Regions from separate parts of the Ovis aries genome. Here regions 1 and 3 are each linked to region 2. The links are chromatin contacts, called in public Hi-C maps. All regions are on one chromosome and are shown on one strand. Each heading gives the region's core, a stretch centred on a gene start, on an enhancer-like site or on the middle of the called end of the contact. The rest is flanking DNA. Distances are from core to core; before and after follow the strand shown. Region 1 overlaps LOC121819090 (a long non-coding RNA gene). Region 2 has its middle 150 kb from the start of BTG1. Region 3 has its middle 150 kb from the start of PLEKHG7.

The links. A called contact is a pair of places that touch in the nucleus more often than the background predicts.
Region 1: a Hi-C map of tail adipose tissue shows a contact between it and region 2, with 3 times the contacts expected there. The contact joins two enhancer-like sites. A contact is called at or near these places in 2 of 16 Hi-C or Micro-C datasets (skin fibroblasts and tail adipose tissue).
Region 3: a Hi-C map of tail adipose tissue shows a contact between it and region 2, with 3 times the contacts expected there. The contact joins two enhancer-like sites. A contact is called at or near these places in 3 of 16 Hi-C or Micro-C datasets (omental adipose tissue, skin fibroblasts and tail adipose tissue).

What each region holds. Positions count from the first base shown.
Region 1 is chr3:128,475,525-128,479,061 of ARS-UI_Ramb_v3.0, forward strand. LOC121819090 (a long non-coding RNA gene) reads right to left here. Exons shown (of 5, transcript XR_009600206.1): 4 at 1-3,537. Among named protein-coding and RNA genes, the nearest start is that of BTG1, 61 kb to the right of the region's middle. Within about 2 kb of position 2,252, at least 13 of the 54 cell types and tissues checked have an H3K27ac peak or open chromatin away from gene starts, as enhancers often do. A contact at or near this core is called in tail adipose tissue, where this site is marked.
Region 2 is chr3:128,685,013-128,688,582 of ARS-UI_Ramb_v3.0, forward strand. No RefSeq gene overlaps it. Among named protein-coding and RNA genes, the nearest start is that of BTG1, 150 kb to the left of the region's middle. Within about 2 kb of position 1,854, at least 6 of the 54 cell types and tissues checked have an H3K27ac peak or open chromatin away from gene starts, as enhancers often do. A contact at or near this core is called in tail adipose tissue, where this site is marked.
Region 3 is chr3:128,930,820-128,934,503 of ARS-UI_Ramb_v3.0, forward strand. No RefSeq gene overlaps it. Among named protein-coding and RNA genes, the nearest start is that of PLEKHG7, 150 kb to the right of the region's middle. Within about 2 kb of position 1,807, at least 11 of the 54 cell types and tissues checked have an H3K27ac peak or open chromatin away from gene starts, as enhancers often do. A contact at or near this core is called in tail adipose tissue, where this site is marked.

The sequences.
Region 1 (3,537 bases), core at 1,002-3,501, 210 kb before region 2:
TGATCCTGTGGATGTTGGCAATTTGATCTCTGGTCAAATAGACAAGATGTTTTAGCGAGGCTTGAAAACATCAGTTCTCTTTTCAAGGGAAAGACAAATATGTCTAATGATTTTCTCCAGGGTCGTCACGTAGCTGTACCCAGGGAGAAAACGTTCACAATGTCTATCTACTTCATATTTGTCATCCATCCCTAAATCCCCAGCAGAATGCCTGGCATGAAGCAGCTAATCAATGAAGGGATGGACTTGAATTGGGGGATGGTACATATTGAGTAAATGATCCCCACACTACTCTCCTGATATTTACCAATCACATTCCCAGAAACCAGGCAACTGCAACACACACACACACACACACACACACACACACACACACACACACACAATATTTAACGTGTATTGAGCAATCACTGTATGCCAGACTTCATTAATAATCAAATACATCACTTTACTTTTTCCTCAAAGTCACTTTATGACTCGCATTATCTCCATCCTACAACTAAAAGAAACGGAAAGGCAGAAATTCAGTGACTTGCCAAGGTCTCATGTACGCATTTAGTTACACATCCAGTAAGATGCAGAGCTGGGACTGGAACCCCAATGATGGCTTCTTAGGTGGCATTAGTGGTGAAGAACCCGCCTGCCAATTCAGGAGACGTAAGAGATGTGGGTTCTGTCCCTGGGTCAGGAAGATCCCCTGGAGGAGGGTACAGCAACCCACTCCAGTATTCTTGCCTGGAGAACCCCATGGACAGAGAAGTCTGGCAGGCTACGGTCCATAAGATCGCAAAGAGGCAGACTTGACTGGAGCAACTAAGCACGCATACATGATAGACCTAGAAGATTAGCAATTTTCAGAAGTGCCTAACCTCCTCTGTACCCTGAAACCCTGGAAGACTGGTGTGGAGGATTAAATTCACGGTAGCAAGAAGAACTAGAACAACCCCAGTTCAGCGCTTAGTGTTGGATCAGGTAATCGTGTGGGGCGTGTCCAGTGCACTGTTGCATGTTCAGAAACCTCTCTGGCCTCTACTCACTAGATACCTGATATCTCAAGTTATGAGTTAAAATGATCTTCAGTTTTGCTAGATGTCCCCTGTGGGTGAGGAAGGATCACCCCCATTGAGATCATTGGCTTAATGGACTCTAGCTCACCATCCCCTGCTGCTGCTGCTGCTGCTAAGTCGCTTCAGTCGTGTCCAACTCTGTACGACCCCATAGACAACAGCCCACCAGGCTCCCCCGTCCCTGGGATTCTCCAGGCAAGAACACTGGAATGGGTTGCCATTTCCTTCTCCAATGCACGAAAGTGAAAAGTGAAGTCGCTCAGTCATGTCCAGCTCTTCACAACCCCATGGACTGCAGCCCACCAGTCTCCTCCGCCCATGGGATTTTCCAGGCAAGAGTACTGGACTGGGGTGCCATTGCCTTCTCTGCACCATCCCCTAATGAAGCATTTTATCTAAACCCAGTGTAATTATGGTATCACTTCACACAATTATTTACACAAGTTCCTCAAACACTTTTATTCGGCATTTCCCCGGGGACTGTGTATGCAGCTGCCCTAAAGAAGAGTTTGTTTGTTTGTTGTTTTTTTTTTCTGAAGTGGCTAGAGCTAAAAGGAGAGGTGAAGTTAGTAAAATGAAGAAGTGGACATGGGTGAATTTCCATTGACCTCTTTCCATGGTCTTTGTACTTAGCTGAGGCCAGGCTGCCTGGGGCACTTGTACTTCCCTTGATGTGAAACGACTCACAGGAGGGCCCTGGTGGTGTCCGAACTTCTCCCACTGTTCCCAGAAACCCTTTGAGGCTGATGAATCAAGGATGGAAGTCACTGTTGTCTGCTGTTGGGTTTTTGCATATTCGGTTCCCTCTGCCTGGAATTCCCCCACCTCCACCTCATTCTCATCACTTGCAATCATAACTCCAAGGTCTATTTCCTCGGTAAACATTACCATCAGAAATCACCATATTTGCTTATTGGCTTATCTGCCGCCTGTCCATCTGCGCCACTCCCCACCCACCACTAGGACGTAAGCTTCATGGATAGGGGACCCATTACTATCTCTAGTTCCTAGGAAAAAAAACCAAACAGGGCCAATACATATCAGGTATTCCATACGTGGATGCTGAATGAAGTAACTAACTCTAGAAGCTACCTTGTACTATTCAACCTTCTTGCAAGCCTTTTTCTAAACTATAAACAGTTCAGGAAATGATCTTTATGGGGCAATAATGATCATGAATCAAAAAGAGTCTTAACAGTTGAGTCATGGGATGTGATATTGTTGTGTGATTAGAGGGCGTGGTTTAGGCATCCCAATGACTTCAGAAAACACAGATAAACTCTCGCTAATCTGCCAAGAGCTTCTGATCCCAGTGTGGAACCCTAGTCCCCACATGACTCAGCCACCATGTGCTAGCACCAGGCCCACACTCCACCCCTGTTGTTCCTTCCTGTGTGAACGGCCTTAGAATTTGCCCCGACTGACTCCATGCTCAGCACTTCATTGCTTTGTCCTCTCTTCTTTCCCATTCATGAATTCTCTTGGAGAACGGAATATTTCATGTGGGATAAAGAGAAACACGTATGTAATAGAAAAACAAAACTGTGAAAAGAAAAAAAAAATGTTTTAAATCAACCTATTAAAAGACTATAGGTTGATTCATCAGCAGGAAACACATGGAAACAATTATCCCCAAATTCAAGTTATGAAACCTGAAACTGTCTTCAATATTTTGTTCACAATTATGTATTTGGCCTTCAGGAATTCATGGTAATTGTCTGTTCAGATACCAAGGAAAACATCTAATGGGTTGATTAAAAGACTTATAAATGATCTGCTTTTTTTCTGAAGTAATATTGGAGAAACAAGACGCAGACCTTCTAAAAGGAGGCTTAAGTTGATGCTTCTGCAGCTGGGAAAATTGAAAACCAAGCTTGTTTTATATCTAAGATCTCGAGTGAGGTTAGTAGGGAAGTAGTAGCAGGGAGCAGTTTGCTGTTCTGACCTTGGCCTTCCTTGCCTATTCTAGGTATGGCTGCCACTGTGCAGAAGCTCAGGTCACCTCAGGCAGGCAGAGACTAAATGTTACCTCAATACTTTTCTTTCTAGCTTTGATTTCTAGTTTGCTATTCCCCTCCGGGCATAATGACCATAATGATACCATATGGATAGAGTTGACCTAGTTAACCAGTGACTCTACAAACTATCCCCAAAGGTCACACAGTAACTGTAAGCAAAATCTTTTCACATTAGTTAGTACATCACCTTTCATGCATTGGAGAAGGAAATGGCACCCCACTCCAGTGTTCTTGCCTGGAGAATCCCAGGGACAGGAGCCTGGTGGGCTGCCGTCTATGGGGTCACACAGAGTCGGACACGACTGATGTGATTTAGCAGCAGCAGCAGCAGTACATCACCAGAGCAACAGAATTTCAAACCTCCATGAAACTTCCATGCAGGAATGGTAAAGGAGTAATAGCTTTGCTCTGCAGTTTCCTGGTCAGACAACGACCATACAGTACTTGTTACA
Region 2 (3,570 bases), core at 604-3,103:
CCTCTAGAGCGCGAGCTCAGGATTTGTGGCACATGGGCTTAGTTGCCCTGTGGCACACAGAATCTTCCTGGACCAGGGCTTGAACCCATGTCCGCCGCATTGGCAGGTGGATTCTTAACCCCTGAACCACCAGGGATGTCCTCAACAAAACTTTACTGACAAATACAGGTGGCAGGCTCGATTTGGTCCCCAAGCTGTCAGTTTGCTCACTTTTGTTTTAAATAGACCCAACTTATTCCTTTGTAGGTGCTGGTTCTTCTGCCTGGGATCCTTTGTCCTTTTATCTCAGCTCCAATATATTAATTCATCAAAATTCCTTCTTTATTGCAAGATTATTAGATGCCAGAGACTGTTCTAAGATCTAGAGATGCAACCGTGAAAAAACAGACATTTTCAACAGTGATAGATGTTAAATTCTAGTGGAAGCAAATGAACAATGAACAAGTAGCAAACAACAGCATTCACGCCAGGTGGAACCAGGATAAAGAAAAATAAGGGCGGGTAGGTGAGTGAGTACGTTAATTTATTTTTTTAATATTTATTTATTTGGCTGTGCTGGGTCTTAGTTGCAGTATGTGGGATCTTTAGCTGTGGCATGTGAGATCCAGTTCCCTGACCACGGATTGAACCTGGGCCCGCTGCACTGGGAGTGTGGAGTCTTAGCCACTGGACCACCCGGTAAGTCCTGAGGATGTTATTTTAAATAGTGGTTGAGGAAGGCCACTCGGATGAAGTAACATGAGAGCAGAGATGAAAATAAAGCATGAATTCAGTTAATGTGGATATAGAAGGGGGGTGGGGTAGTGGTAGGAAAAGCATTTCAGGCAGAGGGAATAGCAAGTACAGGACTCAAGGCAGAGCCTTCTTGGTGTCTTAGAGGAAGTGATAGGAGGCCAGTGTGATTGGAGTGAGGTGAATGAGGGGGGGATGAGCTCAGAGAGGCGGCGATGGGCAAAATTTTGTAGGGCCTCGTGGGGCCATGGAAAGGATTATAATTTTCATTTAGAATAAGGCTAGAATCCACTGAAGGGTAGAGACCGGAAGACTGCAATAATCTGCCTTGTATTTTAACAAGATCTCTCCCATAGCCACGTGTAGGATAGAGTACAGGGAGGCCAGAATAAAAGCAGAAAGACCTGATAAGAGCATTTTACAATAATCCAGGTGACATAAGTTTCCCAGGGTGACAAGAGGGGACGTGTTAAGAGTTTTTAGGTTTTGCATATATTTTAAGCTGCAAGGTAAAATGTGAAGGAAATAGTCAGGGATGATGCCAAGAACTTTTGACCTGAGGAACTGGAAGGATGAAGTTTCCATTTATCGAGATGGCAAAGACGATAGAAGGAACAGATTGGGTGGGAATAATCAAGATTTTAAAAAAATTATGTTATGTGCAAGATACCTGCTAAACCCGTAAGTGGAAATTTCAGGTAGCCTGTTATAGGACATAACTGCTTTGGAATTCAATGGGAACATCATGGTAGGGGTGGGTATTGGGGAGTTATCTGAAGTAGATGATATTTAAAGCCCTGAAATGAGGTAGGAAAGCTTAGAGAAAAGGGAGAAGAGAACAGTTCAAGGACGGAGTTCTGAAGTACACCATGTTCAAAGTTTGGGAAGATGAAGAAGAGTCAGCACAGAGGACTTAAAAGCAGTGACCGTGAGACAGGAAGTGAAGCAAGAGTGGCCTCCCAGGAGCCAAGTGAAGAAAGCCTTCCAATAAGGAGGAAATGAGCAACTGTGTGAAATATCACTGACATATTGAGCAAGATGAAGACTAAGACACGACCCAGATTCAGCAATGTGGGAGTCACTGTTGTCCTGGATGAGAACAGTGTGAGGCCTGGTAAGTATGAAAGCTTGTGAGGAGCGAGTCAACAGAGAATGGGAGAGGCCCAAATGGTACCTTCCTTATCCTGGGACCCCATAACACTGCATTCTCTCATAACATTTTTTCACAGTTACAATTATTAGCTTATATTTCTATCTCTGCAACTACTCAGTGAGCAATCTGAATGCTGAGCCATGTTCATCATCCTCTACACAACCCAGCAAGAGGTACTCATTAACTATTTGTCAAAAGAATGTGAAACTGTAATCTAAGAAAGCTTTCATATAGATGAATATGAGACCCATTTAGACTGGGCTTTCCTGGTTGCTGAGTGGGTAAAGAATCCACGTGCAATGCAGGAGATTCAGGAGATGTGGGTTCGATCCCTAGGTCGGGAAGATCCCCTATAGGAGGGCACAGCAACCCACTCCAGTATTCTTGCCTGGAGAATCCCATGGAGAGGAGCCTAGTGGGCTACAGTCCATGGGGTCACAAAGAGTTGGACATGACTGAAGTGACTGATCATGCAAGCATGCCATTTAGACCAGAAAAAGTAACACTAATAAATGGGATTTTAAAAGGAAAGGTGATGGATGCTGTATATTATACATGGTGTTGTGACACTGTAGATATTTGGGTTTATTCCCTGAATATTTTTTACTATTTTTGTGTTTACATTATACATAAATTATTCTCCATAGTGTATGGTGAGATCCCTCAACTAATTCAATTTTGTTAAAGAGTAGAGTGAAGATCTATAGAAATTAGGAGCTTTATCCTCTTCCTGTAAAGTTTATGTACTTGTAAGAGTAAGTAAAATGTCTCTTACCTCCTTTCAAATTTTCAAAGTTACCAACTCACCATTGTTGTAGGAAGTCTCCAAAAATGCCTAGTTCCTTATTTTCTCTCTTTAAGATTACATTAAAAAAAAATAAGAATCACTAAAGTGAGTTACTTTGGGGTCTGAATAACACTGAGTTTGTTATTTCTCTTTTTGTTGGAATAATTATCTGAACATTGAGTTCTTAGAGCCATAACAACTATTAAGGTCCAGAAGCACAAATTATTACATGATGATTCAAGTGACTTTCTGATTATACTGCTTAATAAAATTAACACTGGAATCTGAAACACTGTGTCCAGAAGTCAAATGGTGACTTTCCAAGGGCCCATTAAAAAAAAATAGATTCATTTTAGAGCATAAAATTTTGCAATCTTTATATTTCCAAGTGAGAGCTAGTTAGTACAGTTAGTTACTACAAATTAGTGATTCAGTTACATTTTATTTATTCAATATGTGGGGAGAAGTTTTAAAAAGTGTTAAGTGAGTCATTTCATAAGACCAAAGCCAAGCAAAATTAGAGCAGCCCCTGGTTGAAGCTATTTTTATCACAATGAGAAGGTTTCTCACTGCACCCTAGGTACACAGGTGTGGTCAAACTTCAGCATGGAAAGTAAGAAGTCATGAATTCTAAGGCAATGATTACGAATGCTTTGAATATGTAATGCCACAGACACATTTGCTATAAGAAGCCAAAAACATGTGACAGAGGAAATTAGGTAGAAACAGTTGAAAAAATTTCCCCTTTATATTCCACTTATCAATGGCTCAAAGACCCAAATTCCGACTTTACATAAAGGCTTTCTTTTTTCTATTTTATAGAGAAATAACTTTATGAAAAACTGTTCTTACGAATTACTCTTTTGTGTCTATCTAGCTCCTTATTTTCTGGGTTGTG
Region 3 (3,684 bases), core at 557-3,056, 250 kb after region 2:
TGCGTGTCAGGGCAGGCATTTGAGCCCAAGCAGTCTAGAACCAGAGCTCTGATTCTCAATCCCTACGCAACACTGTCTTCATTTTTATTTCAGGTCTTAACCATCTATTTTCTGGACTATTACAAGAGCTCCCTAGCTGCTCTCCATTCAAGTTACCTCTTTTCATAGTATTATTTTTTATTATTAAAGTAATATGCAAATATATTATCCAGATAAAATTTTATAATAGCATGAATTAGACAAAATCCCATTTGGCCATCAGCTGCAATCCCAGCCTTCTCCTCAGGGTCTGGTCTTTTTCTATAAGTTTTTTCTGCATATAATGTATATACCTTTAAAAACATTCAGCATTGTTTGATAGATTATTAAATAAATATTATTACATTAATTTGCAAGCTTATAATTTATCTGTATGTTTTCAAGGGCATTCTAAATCTCTTGTGACCTTTAAAAGACCTTTAAAAGAAGAAAAATCCCTTTCTTGAAAACTACTCCCATCCCAAATGGAGATGGTACAGCCCTACGGAAATGCCCTACTACTTTCCTTTTATTATCAGTGGAATCAAGCAAGTCCCCCAGAGGAAAAGACTAGGAAAAAAATTGAAGGACCAGCAGGGTGAGTGGCATATACAGAGAAGGATGAGGAGGACAATCTTACAGCAGCAAATCCATGGACGAAACAACCCACGGATGAGGGCATGTTCATCTGGGGATGTGCCATGCAGTGAGGCCAGGTCCACTTCTGTAAAGTCTATGTAAGTAACCAGAATATTCAGGTCACTTGTGCATCTAATTCCATGGCAACCTGGTACATCAGGATAACATGATATTTCCACTCACTGAACTAGTCCCTTCGTGAACATGAATGTATTCACCTCTTGTCTACTATTTCCTGAGTACAAGAATTGCATCTCCTGCTGTGGGACCATTACTCAGCTCAGTACCTGGCATGTAGATGGACCTCAATAAATACTTGTTGAATGAGTGAATAAAGCCAAGAGTGTATCAATAATTCTGATGATCAAGGTTCCATGAATTCTCTACCTTGACTTTTCGAAGCTTCAGAAAACAGGATGATTTGATCACCCTTGGCCACCGTACATTGATCTAAACTGTTACAGGTCTACAGCAGACACTAATGACAACCCGCCTAAATTATACCTACCTGTGGCAGAGTCAGTCACCTGAGTTAACAAACATCACCATATGCTTGCTATGTGACCTTGGGCAAGTTTCATAACCTCTCTCTTCAGCTTTTTTATCTGTAATAATGAACATAATACAACCTTTAGGATTTAGTGAAGACTAGATGAACTACTTGGAGAAGGCAATGGCACCTCACTCCAGTACTCTTGCCTGGAAAATCCCATGGACGGAGGAGCCTGGTAGGCTGCAGTCCATGGGGTCGCTAAGAGTCAGATACGACTGAGCAACTTCACTTTCACTTTTCACTTTCATGCATTGGAGAAGAAAATGGCAACCCACTCCAGCATTCTTGCCTGGAGAATCCCAGGGATGGGGAGCCTGGTGGGCTGCCGTCTATGGGGTCGCACAGAGTCGGACACGACTGAAGCGACTTAGCAGCAGCAGCAGCAGGTGAACTACTATAAGACATAAAAGCATTTAACAATAAGTGAGACATGGAGTGAGTCCTCAGTAAATGTCAGCCCTGTGTCTATTTCTCCTGCTCCCTTGCCGCTCCCTTCCTAATAATAAGGCTTTGAGTTTATTTACCCTGATAAGCATTTCTCTTCTCTCATTTCCATTTGTGGCAATCTGGGCAACAGCTTCTTTCTTTTCCAGTGCTGACCTACTGTTTGGTTGGAATCAGTCCCAGGGCTCTGGGCTCTAGAGATTGCTGTTAGACTATGAAGCATTATGGATCAGATCCAAGTGCTACAGCATCTAATGGCTCTGGCCATTAAAAAAAAAAAAATCCAAACTGTTTTAGCTATTTTATGGAGTACAGCAGATACCCAAAAGCTTATAACAGGGTTACCAAATACAGTGTTTTAAAACACAAAAATCATCCAAAAATTACTCATCTCCTCATAGACACAACTTGCTGTGTTGAATATTAAAACAGACATCTCGCTCTTGAGTTTAAAGTTTTCTCCCAAGTTCCCACAATTTTAATTTCAAACCAGTGAATGTTATTTAAACAGGGAAAGGCAGAATCTTTAACTTACTTCCACCCTGTGAGACTCTTTATCCAACTTTCCTCATATTCCTTTAGACCTACCTAAAATTTCCATATTTACAAAGTCTTAGAGTCCCAGAAACACTTGAATTTATTCTGTCATGTACATACACTAATAAGTCATCCCAAGACTTTAAAAAAATTTAAAGAAACACAGAGAAACATAGTCCTTCCCCTTTATAAATCTTGCTCCTCTCCAGCATTTAAGCATGTCTTCCCAGAGATCATTCAGGTCAGTTCAGTTGCTCAAACATGTCCCACTCTTGAGACCCCACAGACTGCAGCATGCCAGGCTTCCCTGTCCATCACCAACTCCCAAAGCTTGCTCAAACTCATGTCCATCGATTCAGTAATGCCATCCAATCATCTCATCCTCTGTCGCGTCCCCTTCTCATCTCACCTTCAATCTTTCCCAACATCAGGGTCTCTTCCAATGAGCCAGCTCTTCTCATCAGGTGGCCAAAGTATTGGAGTTTCAGCTTCAGCATCAGTCCTTCCAATGAATATTCAGGGTTGACTTCCTTTAGGATTGACTGGTTGGCTCTCCTTGCAGTCCAAGGGACTCTCAAGAGTTTTCTCCAACACCATAGTTCAAATGCATCAATTCTTTGGCACTTAGCTTTATTTATAGTCCAACTCTCACTTCCATACATGACTACTGTAAAAACCATAGCTTTGACTAGACAGTTTGTTGGCAAAGTAATGTCTCTGCTTGTTAATATGCTGTCTAGGTTGGTCATAGCTTTTCTTTCAAGGAGCAAGCATCTTTTAATTTCATGGCTGCACTTACCATCTCCAGTGATTCTGGAGCCCAAGAAAATAAAGTCTCTCACTGTTTCCATTGTTTCGCCATCATTTTGCCATGAAGTGATGGAACCGGATGCCATGACCTTAGTTTCCTGAATGTTGAGCTTTAAGCCAACTTTTCACTCTCCTCTTTCACTTTCATCAAGAGGCTCTTTAATTCTTCTTCATTGCCTGCCATAAAGGTGGTATCATCTGCATATCTGAGGTTATTGATATTTCTCCCGGCAATCTTGATTCCAGCTTGTGCTTCTTCCAGCCCAGAGTTTCTCATGATGTACTGTGGCTTCCCCGGTGGCTCAGAGAGTAAAGACTCTGCCTGCAATGCAGGAGACCTGGGTTTGACTCCTGGGTTGGGAAGATCCCCTGGAGAAGGAAATGGCAACCCACTCCAGCATTCTTGCCTGGAAAATCCCAAGGGCAGAGGAGCCTGGTGGGCTACAGTACATGGGGTCACAAAGAGTTGAACACGACTGAGCGACTAACACACAAACATTTTGCATATAAGTTAAATAAGCAGGGTGACAATATACAGCCTTGATGTACTCCTTTCCCTATTTGGAACCAGTCTGTTGTTCCATGTCAGTTCTAACTGTTGCTTCTTGACCCACATACAGGTTTCTCAGGAGGCAGGTAAGGTGGTCTGGTATTCCCATCTCTTTATGAATTTTCCACAGTTT